Linked DNA regions of Callithrix jacchus: region 1 is linked to region 2. A link is a contact called in public Hi-C data. All regions are on one chromosome and are shown on one strand. The core of a region is the stretch at or near the end of the contact, and the rest is flanking DNA. Distances in the headings are between cores, read along the strand shown. Region 1 holds the start of ARMC7 (armadillo repeat containing 7). Region 2 overlaps HID1 (HID1 domain containing).

Region 1 (5,477 bases), core at 395-2,894, 140 kb after region 2:
GAAAATGCCATCTCTTTGGGCATAGGGCATTGCAATGGTAATATGCATGGCATAGTAAACTATATGGGTATTCAGGGAGGTAAAGGAAGACAAAGGCTTTAAGGGAAAAATTAGGATTACCTACTTGTTTTGAGATAATTATCGCTAGGTAGAAGGATTCATAACAAGGGTGACCAGTTCAAAGTTGGACAGGCAGTTGCTGGGCAGATGGCCGTGCAGAAGTGGTTTTGTGCAAGTTTGTGATGGCCTTTGTGCAACGTGGTGGTTTTTGCAGTCTTTGTGATAGTTTTATCAGATATTTATGCATGAGAACTCTCTCGTCCTGGATTTCTTGAACTCTGTCGGGATTTTGTTGGTTTTTTTCTTTTGTTTTGTTTTTTTGAGACGGGAGTTTGGCTCTTGTTACCCAGGCTGGAATGCAATGGCGCGATCTTGGCTCACCGCAACCTCCGCCTCCTGGGTTCAGGCAATTCTCCTGCCTCAGCCTCCTGAGTAGCTGGGATTACAGGCACGAGCCACCATGCCCAGCTAATTTTTTGTATTTTTAGTAGAGACGGGGTTTCACCATGTTGACCAGGATGGTCTCGATTTCTTGACTTCGTGATCCACCCGCCTCGGCCTCCCAAAGTGCAGGAATTACAGGCGTGAGCCACTGCTCCCGGCCTTGTTTGTTTTTTAACGCAAGTGACTCCACTTTTGTACTCTCAGGACATGCACAGCCTAAGCCACCTATACCACATTGTCAAACACGATCGGAGAGTGGCAAGGCCACCTCCTTCCCTGGTGCTTTGTTCCCTGTGACCACGAGTTAATGCAGCACACACCTGCTTCCTGAGAATCCCCGACAGGGAACCGGCCGAAGGGCTTCAGCATCCAGAAAGCCCTGAAAGGGCCACATCCAAGGCTCCTCCTCCGGCTCCCCGGTGCTTCCCCGGGCGCGCGCCGTCCACCCGACTGACGAAAAGCCCCAGGACATAAGCCAGTCCCCTTGATTTCTGTCCAGAGGTGGCGGACCCACCTCGGGCTGGGATGGAGGGCGTATCGGGGTCGCCAGGCTTTTTGCAAAAGGGGCAAAGGACCGATGGGGGGCACAGAGAGCTGACGCCCGCGCTCCGAAGGGCCGTCCGGGTCAAGGAGGCTGGGCCACGCCCCCGCCAGCCGTGGGGGTCCTGGAGGTGCTTCTCCCTCGACGTCCTGCCACATGGGTTCTGGCAGACTCCGCTGCTCCTCGCGGAAATCCAGCCGCCTGACGTGGGCGTCTTACCTTCTGGGCCACGTCGGGGCGGCTGAGGGCCCCGGGGAATGGGCGGGAGAGTGGGAAAGGTGGGGCGGGAAAGCCGAGCGAGGCCCTAACCCGCCCTCCTATCGGCCGGGGCAGCAAGTGGGTTTCTTTCTTGCGTTCAGATTTTGCAGTAATTTGCAGCTGGAAACGAGATAAGGGAAACCAGGCTGCTCCTCGCAGTAAACCCACCCACGCCCGCACCTGTCTCAGGGAATCCGCTAGCAGCGGGCTGCAGCCCAGGCTGAAGGGCTTCCGCATCCAGAAAAAACGTAACCGCGCGGAGTACGTGCGCCAAGGAGTTCGTCGACGGCCCCGCCCCTGTCCCGCCCTTTCCTCCTCGTGCCCGCTCCTTCCGCTATATTAAGGGCGGAGACAGCGCGGCTTCCGCTGGGAGCTCGGAACAGATCCCGGGATCCGGGATCCGGGATCCGGGATCCGGGACCCGGGATCCGGGATCCGGCACCCGGCACCCGGCACACGGCGCTGGTGCCCCCTCTGCAAGCCCCAACTCGTAGACTGTTCCTCGTCGCCCGCGCCCCAATTTCGATTTTCAAACCCAACTCCCACAGGATTCTGAGACCACGCCCCATCTCCCACGTCCCATTTTCAGCGGCAAATTACTGTAGAATCTGAACTCTAGAAAGAAACCCGTTTGCCGCCCCCCATCTTCCCTCTCCACACAGGTGGAGGGCAGGTGAAGGTCTCGCTCGGCTTTCCCCTGCACCTTTCCCACCCTCCCGTCCGTCCCTGGGGGTCCTCTGCCACACCGGCCATGGCCCAGAAGCCGAAGGTGGACCCTCACGTCGGGCGGCTGGGATTCCTGCAGGCGCTGGTCACGGAATTCCAGGAGACCCAGAGCCAAGGTGAGAGCCACGGTGGGGCCAGGGGGGCAGGGTCTGCTGTGACCGCCGCTCGGACCTGGCTCCAGTGCCGCTTTCCCGTTGCAGACGCCAAGGAGCAAGTCCTCGCCAACCTCGCCAACTTCGCTTATGACCCCAACAACTACGAGTATCTGCGGCAGCTGCAGGTCCTGGATTTATTTCTCGATTCGCTGTCGGAGGAGAATGAGACCCTCGTGGAGTTTGCTATTGGTAAGGGCGGGGTCGGTTCCCTAAAGGTCTAATGGGCCGGGGTGAGATAGGTGAGTTAGAAGTGAGTCGTTGGGGCCGGGCGTGGTGGCTCACGCCTGTAATCCCAGCACTTTGGGAGGCTGAGGCAAACGGATCACTTGAGCTGAGGAGTTTGAGACCAGCCTGGGCAACATGGCAAAATCCCGTCTCTACTAAAAATACAGAACTTAGCCGCTCACAGTTGTGTGCACCTATAGGCCCATGGAGACTGAAGCAGGAGGATTGCGTGAGTCTGGGAGGCAGAGGCCAAAGTGAGCTGAGATTGCTCCACTGCACTCTAACCTGGACAACAGAGCGAGACCATGTCTCAAAAAAAAGATGTTTTGTTTTGTTTTGAGACAGTTTCACTTTTTTTCCTCAGGCTGGAGTGCAATGGCAAGATCTCGGCTCACTGCAACCTCCGCCTCCCAGGTTCAAGTGATTCTCCTATCTCAGCCTCCTGAGTAGCTGGGATTACAGGTGCCCACTACCATGCCTGGCTAATTTTTGTATTTTTAGAAGAGATGAGGCTTTGAACTCCTGAGCTCAGGTGATCCACCTGCCTTGGTTTCCCAAAGTGCTGGGATTACAGGCATGAGCCACCATGCCCAGCCCAAAAAAAGATGTCTTAAAAAGAGCAATTTCAGCCACTGCACAGTGGCTCACACCTATCCTAGCACTTTGGGAGGCTGAGGCTGGAGGATCACCTGAGCTCAGGAGTTCAGTAGCCTGGCCAACATGGTGAAACCCTGTCTCTACTAAAAATACAAAAATTAGCTGGGCGTAGTGGCGTATCCTGTAATCCCAGCTACTTGGGAGGCTGAAAAAGGAGAATGCCTTGAACCCTGGAGGTGGAGGTTGCAGTGAGCTGAGATCATGCCATTGCACTCCAGCCTGCCCAATGGGAGCAAGACTCCATTTCAAAAAAATAAAATAAAAAATAAAAGCAATTTTTTGACCAGGCACAGTGGCTCACACCTGTAATCCCAGCACTTTGGGAAGCTGAGGTGGACAGATCACCTGAGGTCAGGAGTTTGAGACCAGCCTGGCCAACATGATGAAACCCTATAGGTAACTAAAAATACAAAAGTTAGCTGGGCATGGTGGCGGGCACCTGTAATCCCAGCTACTTGAGAGGCTGAGGCAGGAGAATCGCTTGAACCCAGTAGGTGGAGGTTGCAGTGAGCCCAGATGGCACCACTGCTCTCCAGCCTGGGCAACTACGAGACTCCATCTGGAAAAAAAAAACGGAAACAAAACCAAAAAAATCCCCAACAATTTCAGGCAGGAGAGGTGGCTCAAACCTGTAATCTCAGCACTCTGGGAGGCTGAAGCAGGCAGATAACTTGAGTCCCTGAGTTCAAGGCCAGCCTGGGCAACATGGCAAAATCCCGTCTCTGCTATTAAAAAAAATTACAAAAATTAGCCTGTCGGCCGGTTGTGGTGGCTCACACTTGTAATCACAGCACTTTGGGAGGCTGAGGCGGGCAGATCACGAGGTCGGAAGTTTGAGACCAGCCTGGCCAACACTGTGAAACCCCCATCTCTACTAAAAACACAAAAATTAGCTGGACATGGCGGGGGGCACCTGTAATCTCAGCTACTCTGGAGGCTGAGACAGGAGAATCACTTGAACCCCAGAGGTAGAGGTTGCAGTGAGCCAAGATCACACCATTGCACTCCAGCTCCAGCCTGGGCAACAAAAGTGAAACTCTGTCTCAAAGAAAAAAAATTAACCTGGCATGGTGTCACAGCTACTCAGGAGGCAGAGGTGGGAGGACTGCTTGAGCCTGGGAGCTTGAGGCTGCAGTGAGCTAGGATTGGGTCACTGCACTCTAGCCTGGGTGACAGAACAAGATCCTGTCTCAAAAATAAAAGTAACTCATATTTAGTGTTTTCATATCAAGAGAAGTAGAGATGGCAATCTGTAACTTATAGCTTCTGTAGTTGTGATCTTAAGACCTACTGAGTGATTCACTGGGCAATATTTATTGGGCACGTACTGTATAAGCAAGCTACTGTTCTAAATGCTGGGGTATGGTGAACAAGTTAGGGGAAGGTCTTTTCCCTCCTGGAGCTTACATTCTAGTAGTGGGGGAACAGCTGGTCAGCAAACAAAAAAGCTGATGCTCAGAAGGAAATAAATAGAGTAATGAGAGACAGCAGCGGAAGATGGGGGCTACTTCAGTCTTGGCCATCATGGGAAAGGCATTTTAGTGGGGACACGGCATGGGCAAAGGCCTTAAAACAGGAAAGAACCAGAAGGAAAGCTGATGTGGCAGGATCATTGTAGTGAAGTGGAGAATGGCACAAAAAGAGTTTAGAGAGCTCAGTGGCACCGGAGGTTGCAGGGGCTTAGATCTAGGCCGTGGGAAATAGTTTAAGCAAACAAAACTTTGAGAGAGAACAAAGTTTTTAAAGCCATACACAGTGCCCACCTGTAGTCCCAGATAGGAGGATCCCTGGAGCCTAGGTGTAGTATGCTGTAGTGTGCTCCGATTGCACCTGTGAATAGCCACTGCACTCCAGCCTGGGCACTATGTGCATGATCACCTGCCTGAAGTGTTGTCACCAGGCTTCTCCACTGTGAAATTACTTTCTTTCCCCTCTTTACATATTATACTCATTGGAAGGAAGTCACTACATTATCTTAAATCTCTTTAGGACGGGCTGTGGCTCATGCCTATAATCTCAGCAATTTGGAAGGCTGAGGAGGGAGGATCACATGAGGTCAAGAGTTCGAGACCAGCCTGACCAACATCGTGAAACCCTGTCTCTACTAAAAATAAAAAATTAACTGGGCATCGTGGCACATGCCTGTAGTCCCAGCTACTTGGGAGGCTGAGACAGGAACCCAGAAGGCGGAGGTTGCAGTGAGCCAAGATCGTGCCACTGCACTCCAACCTGGGTGACAGAGTGAGACTCCATCTCAAAAAAAAAAAAAACTTTTTATTTGTTTATTTTTCTTTTTTAGTTCAGCTTTTTATTGAACATAATATAAATGAGGTTTAGTCAAAAAGACCAAAGCCCATGTCATCATCATACTCCTCAGATTCTTCTTTGCTTCCACTTTCTTCTCAGCTGGA
Region 2 (5,597 bases), core at 2,893-5,392:
GGAGGGAGGAGCAGCTCTGCCCCAACCCCCTCAGTCTGATGCTGTCCCGGCCCCCCAGTTATTGGGGCCGCGGCTCCCCATCTCCCTGCAGGGCCCTCAAGACTGGCCCACCTTGTTGAAGTCACAGAGCTTCCAGAAGAGAACTAGCAGCTCCTGGTGGAACTGGATCTTCTTGGTGGAGTTGGGCAGGTAGGTCTGGAGCAGGGGGTTGGACAGCAGCCGGGCTATGCCCTTGAGGATGAACTGGAAGTCCTGGGGCGAGGGTAGAGCAGGGGGCCTCTAGCCCAGATCCCTGAAGCTCCAGCTTCCCAGCCCAGGCCCTACACAAATGCCCCCTCCTTCCCCCAGAGCCAGATGCTATCATCCCTAGCTGTCCTAGGGTGACGCTTCAGGAAGCCGAGTCCCTCAGAGGTGTGGACAGCCCTGGCCCCTCCACCAGACTGCAGACTCCCCGTCTACCCCTGGAGCAAGGCTGCTGCTCCCAGTGACCCTCCCCCACCCCGACATACACACACCCTGAACCTCATCCCAGCTCACCTTGACTCATGGTTGACAGGTTCCATCCTTCTACCCCTCCCCAAAATACTCCCTGCCCCCATCACACTGAGGAGCATTCCACTGTTCTGAAGAGCTGCACTTTACTGAGATTGCCACCAGCTGCGCTGTGCTGTACTTTATGCTCACAGGGTAAGAAGGCAGCGAGGGGCCTTTTTTTTAGCTACAGAAGTTAGAACTCTGGGAGTTCAAGCACCTTGCTACCAAGGTCACAAGACACATGAACTGGGAATGCCTGGCCTGAAGTCCTTGTCCACTGTCATTTCCCTCTCTCCCCACCACCTTTGAAATGACATCAGCCACCTCCTCCTAGAAGCCTTCCCAGTTGCCTCTACCCAGGTGAGGCCATCAGCCCTTCCTGCACCTTGAAACTCTCACAGTCCTGCCACTATTTCACTTGGGGTGGCCCCAATCCACAGAGAGCATGGTTCCTTCATGGAGGGGTCAGGATCCCCCATATCCCTGTCTCACTTGCCTCCCCCACCCCCTGCAAAGCCACCGTGGGGACTGGACTTGCCTCCTCACGGTGGATTCGGGACAGGTAGTTCACAAACAGATTCTCGGGGCCTGGAGGCTGCCAAGAGGAGAAGGCCCTGGTGAGCCAGCGTCTTCCCGCAACCCTTGCCCCGGCAGGACCAGCTGGCGCCTCCACACTCCCATGCTTACGTCGGCATCATCCATAGCGGTGCCCGTGGTGGTGCCGTCCACAGTGGGGCTGGCACTGCTGGCGCTGTCGTGGTCCAAGGTGACAATGAGCACCTGGGCAGCCTCCTCCACCAGGGGTTCCCGGTAGTCAGAGAAGAGCAGGTGATTGTAGGGGATCCCGTAGCCCACAGGGTCATAGGCACACACGGTGTTGAGGAGAGAGGTGAAGAGGGGGAGGGCATGTCTGCAGCGGGAGAGGGGCGAGGCTGCAGAGGCTCCTCCGGGCCCAGCCCCCTGGCCACACCCCTCTGGCCACATGGGAGGGTCAGCCTCATTCAACAAGTATTTTAGCACCAGGCCAGGGAGTGGCTTGGGAAGAGTGGGTGGGGGAGGCACAGAACCATGATTAAGACACATTAGGGTCTTAAGGGGCAGATACCCTCCATCAGGGCCTCAGAAATGAGACTGGAGGCCCATGGAGAAGACAGCTTCCCCTCAGGGAGCAGAGCCCAGGCTCAGCCAACCAGCTCCCAGGCCGCAGAATGACCCGACTCAGACTCAAGAGATGTCACGGTTCAAGCTGCTCATCTTACAGGTGAGGAAGCTGAGACCCAGAGAGGTTAAGTGAGGGACAAAGGGTCGCAGTTTGCCTGATAAGGCTGGTGAGAAAGAAAACTCTGGCCAGAGTGGCCGGTGGCGGGGTCGTCTGGCTCCCTTCTCTTCTGGAGTAGGGTCAAGGTTGAGCAGAAGGCTAGGAAACCTGAAGAATGAGGCGTGTCGTGTAGGGACCAGAGTCTGGAAGGCAGAGGTCGACCGCCACCTGCTGGGCACTGACCCCGTGCAGCCAACACAGCTCCTGGGGGGAGCTACCTGCTCAAATAACCCTGCCACATGGCATGGGTGACACCCCCCTGTGTTCATGTGTGCCCCACAGTCCATGAGTGCCCTGTGTGGGCGGGGCCTTCCTGCCCTTCGGGGTATTTGTCACACACACACCCCGACCCACTCTCTGAACTGCATGGTCCCATGTGGCAGCCTCAAGCCACATGAAGCTGTCGAGCCCTTGGAATGTGGCCGATCAGAACCAAGACCTGCTGTAAGTGCAAAATACACACGGGATTTTCAAAGCCTGCTATGAAAAGGGGATATAAAACAGCTCAATAATGTTAAGATACTGATTGCATGTTAAATGCTAAAGTTTGAGGCATATCGGGTTATATGACATGTATTATTACTTAATTTTAATTTTTTTTTTGAGATGGAATTTCCCTCTTGTCGCCCAGGCTGGAGTGCAGTGGTGCGATCTCAGCTCACTGCAACCTCCCGGGTTCAAGTGATTCTCGTGCCTCAGTCTCCCACGTGGCTGGGGTTACCACCACGCCCCGCTGATTTTCGTAATTTTAGTAGAGACGGGGTTTCACTATGTTGGCCAGGCTGGTCTCAAACTCCCAACCTCAGGTGATCCGTGCACCTCAGCCTCCCAAAGTGCTGGGATTACAGGTGTGAGCCACCGCGCCCAGCCCAATGTTACTTTTTAACGTTTTAAAATGTTCAGATTGCACTCGTGGTTTGCAAACTATTTTACTGGGCAGGCGGCTCTTGATGGAGGACCCAGGCACGGATCACTGAGGGGCCCCCAGATTCTGTCCTGTTTGGGACTCCAAGGAGAGACTGACAGGGCTGGTTTAAGGTGTGGCTGGTACGATACAGTTCTTCACCACCAGGGGGCAGCACCTCCCCTCAAACAAGACCCGGGCGGCGAGCGGGCTCAGCTCTGGGTTGACTGGAATAAGAAAGAGCCGAAAAGGCCAGGGGCCCTCACCTGTTCTCCGTGGAACAAAAGAACTGAACCCATGGGTTGGTGCTGCCACTTTCCGGAGCTGGGGGCAGATACATGGCCTCGGAGAAGCACGTCAGCAGCAGTTTCAGAAGCTCCATCCTTGGGGGGCAGGGAAGGGTAGGGTACCTTGGGATCCCAGCCCTCCCTCGGAGATGCTGCCCACCCAGCGCAGCAACCCCGCCCAGGTCCGTGGAAGGAAGTGATCCCCGTCGACCCCTGTAAGCCCAAGGGCGGATTACAGGTGAGGACGGTCTCCTGGGGAGACCCCATGGGCTCTCTCTGAGTGGTGCAGGAGTGGGGGGGTGCTGGCCCGGGGTCCAGCTGCACCTAGGGCTCTGGGTCTGGGCAAAGCTGACCGGTTCATGTCGTGGATGTAGTTGGGCTGGGGGGAGTGAGCGAAGCCCACACCAGCCTCCCAGATGTATTCGCAGCTGTCCAGGGAGTGGACGTCCTCTGCCGAGTCCTGGGGACGGGGCCAGGAAAGGCCGGGTTAGGGGGTGAGAGGTGAGCAGCCTGGGTCAGAACCCGGCCACCTCAAGCCTTGTACAGTCCCATGGGCAGAGACCCCCAATTCTCCTAAAGACAGGTCCCCAAAATGCCCCAGCCCTCGTGCACAGGGCAGGGGCGAATATTCTCAGGCCTGTTGAAAACTCATTTTTCTTCCATCTCACACTGATTTTTTCATTTGCTCGGTCCAGTTTGGGACAGGGAGAGAGGGAGGGGGCAGGCAGGGAATCCAGTGCCCCTAGTGGGGGGGTGAGCAGAGAACACTCAAGGTGGAGTCCATGCCACTACAGGAAGCGAGAGTGCCAGGCCTCCTGTGTCCCAGCCCCGAACCCCCACACACCCTGGGCAGGCAAAGACAATGGGTGTCTGTACCCAGCTATCAGAAGGCGCCCAGCCGGGCCAGCCCCATCTGGCTTCCCTCCAGCTGTACCAGCTACCACCCTCTACCCAGGCCCACATGTGCCAGGCAGCTCAGCTCTCCTGGAGCCCCCCGGCCCCCAATGCATCCCACCCAAGGGAACTCCAACTGGCCTGGCCCCAAGCCAGGACCAGAGCCTGTCCCGGCCTGGAGGCGGGGGCTGGGGGCCCTCACCACAGTGCTCCTCCGGTGGCTCTGGACCGTGAAGTCCGGGCAGAACAGCAGGTCAGCAATGGCCAGGAGCAGGGACTCAGCCAGGGGCCTGGCATTCTCGTCATCGTCTTCTCCCTGCTGAGGGCACAGCACCCACAGGCTGCCTCAGGGAGAGTTGGCCAGGGAGAGGTGGCCCAGGGCTTGGGGGGTGGTGGAGGACAGGACTGAGCCCAGGCAAGCACCCATGGGCAGAGGAATGAAGGAAGAGGAAGTGGACTCCTGGTTGCCCCAAACCTCCCAAGGCAGAAGCGGGGCAGAGCAGGGAGCTGGGCCAGGGGCAGCAAGGGAACCTCCCCTACTGACTGGAGGGGGCGGGGCAGGAACAGCAAGGGAACCTCCCCAACTGACTGGAGGGGGCAGGGCAGGAACAGCAAGGGAACCTCCCCTACTGACTAGAGTGGGCGGGGCAGGAACAGCAAGGGAACCTCCCCTACTGACTGGAGTGGGCGGGGCAGGAGCCGCAAGGGAACCTCCCTTACCGATTGGAGGGGGCTGGGCAGTGACCCCAACCCCAGGAGTCTCAGCCCTGCTAGGAATCACTATGTCATACCCCTCAGCACCTCACCTGGAGATAAACCCAAGGCAGGTGGGCAGGTGGTGTGGGGGAGAAAGGACAGTACGGTCCCTCTCTGGCCCTCAGAGGGCCCAGCTACTCTGCCCCTGCCTCTGCCCAGTGACCCTTGGCTCTCAGCTTCTCTCTACAGTCTACTTCCTCTGGACTGTGGGGGCAGAGACCACTATGGGAAAAGAGCTGAAGGCCCAAGGAGGTGGCATCAAACACCATCCCTCAGCAGTACCCACTGGCCCCACCCCTGCGCTTCCCAAATCCCAGAGAGGCTTGGAGGAGCATGGCCCGCCCTGAAGGGCACTCTCCCTGTGACCCTGACTCTGCCTCCCACTCAGCCCTGGCCAGGCCAACAGACCCCTCCTCGTCCTGCCCCAGGCACTGTGGACCAGAAGAAGCCCCTCCAGTCGGGATCCTCGAAGATGTAGGGCAGCACACGGGTGAGCAGCCGGCTGCAGTTCAGGACGATCTGCTTCTCCTTCTCCGAATGGCAGCCGCTCTCCGCTCCCTGCACCAGCTTCTCCACGGCCTGTGGGGGCAGGCAGGAGCAGAAGGCAGGCTGGAAGGCGGGGAGGGGACCCTGGCACTTGGAGTCAGGGTGGGCACCCAGGCCGTGGAGGAGAGACAGTGGGGCCGCCTGGCAGGTGGCTCTGCAGTTGCGGTTGGCCTGTATGTCATACACACACACCTGCATTTACTACCCCTGGGGGGCCTGGGACACAGGCCAGAGCAGCTGAGAGCATCGGACAGGCAGAACCCAGCCCACCACTGGATGGCTGAGGCCTAGCTAAGTGACTCTGTCCCAGCCTCAGTTTCCCTATCTGTAAACTGGTGATACTAACAGTACCCACCCC

Evidence for each region. A called contact is a pair of places that touch in the nucleus more often than the background predicts.
Region 1: a Hi-C map of skeletal muscle shows a contact between it and region 2, with 4 times the contacts expected there. The contact joins the promoter of ARMC7 here to the enhancer-like site in region 2. A contact is called at or near these places in 2 of 3 Hi-C or Micro-C datasets (induced pluripotent stem cells and skeletal muscle).

What each region holds. Positions count from the first base shown.
Region 1 is chr5:131,032,845-131,038,321 of calJac240_pri, forward strand. It overlaps ARMC7 (armadillo repeat containing 7), which reads left to right and starts at 1,645. Exons shown (of 3, transcript XM_002748721.6): 1 at 1,645-2,145; 2 at 2,230-2,373. The coding sequence starts at 2,055. It also overlaps the pseudogene LOC118153877.
Region 2 is chr5:130,889,274-130,894,870 of calJac240_pri, forward strand. It overlaps HID1 (HID1 domain containing), which reads right to left. Exons shown (of 19, transcript XM_008997726.4): 3 at 5,102-5,272; 4 at 4,140-4,253; 5 at 3,397-3,503; 6 at 3,023-3,139; 7 at 1,222-1,444; 8 at 1,073-1,129; 9 at 112-252. Among named protein-coding and RNA genes, the nearest start is that of HID1, 10 kb to the right of the region's middle. Within about 2 kb of position 4,143, at least 9 of the 16 cell types and tissues checked have an H3K27ac peak or open chromatin away from gene starts, as enhancers often do. A contact at or near this core is called in skeletal muscle, where this site is marked.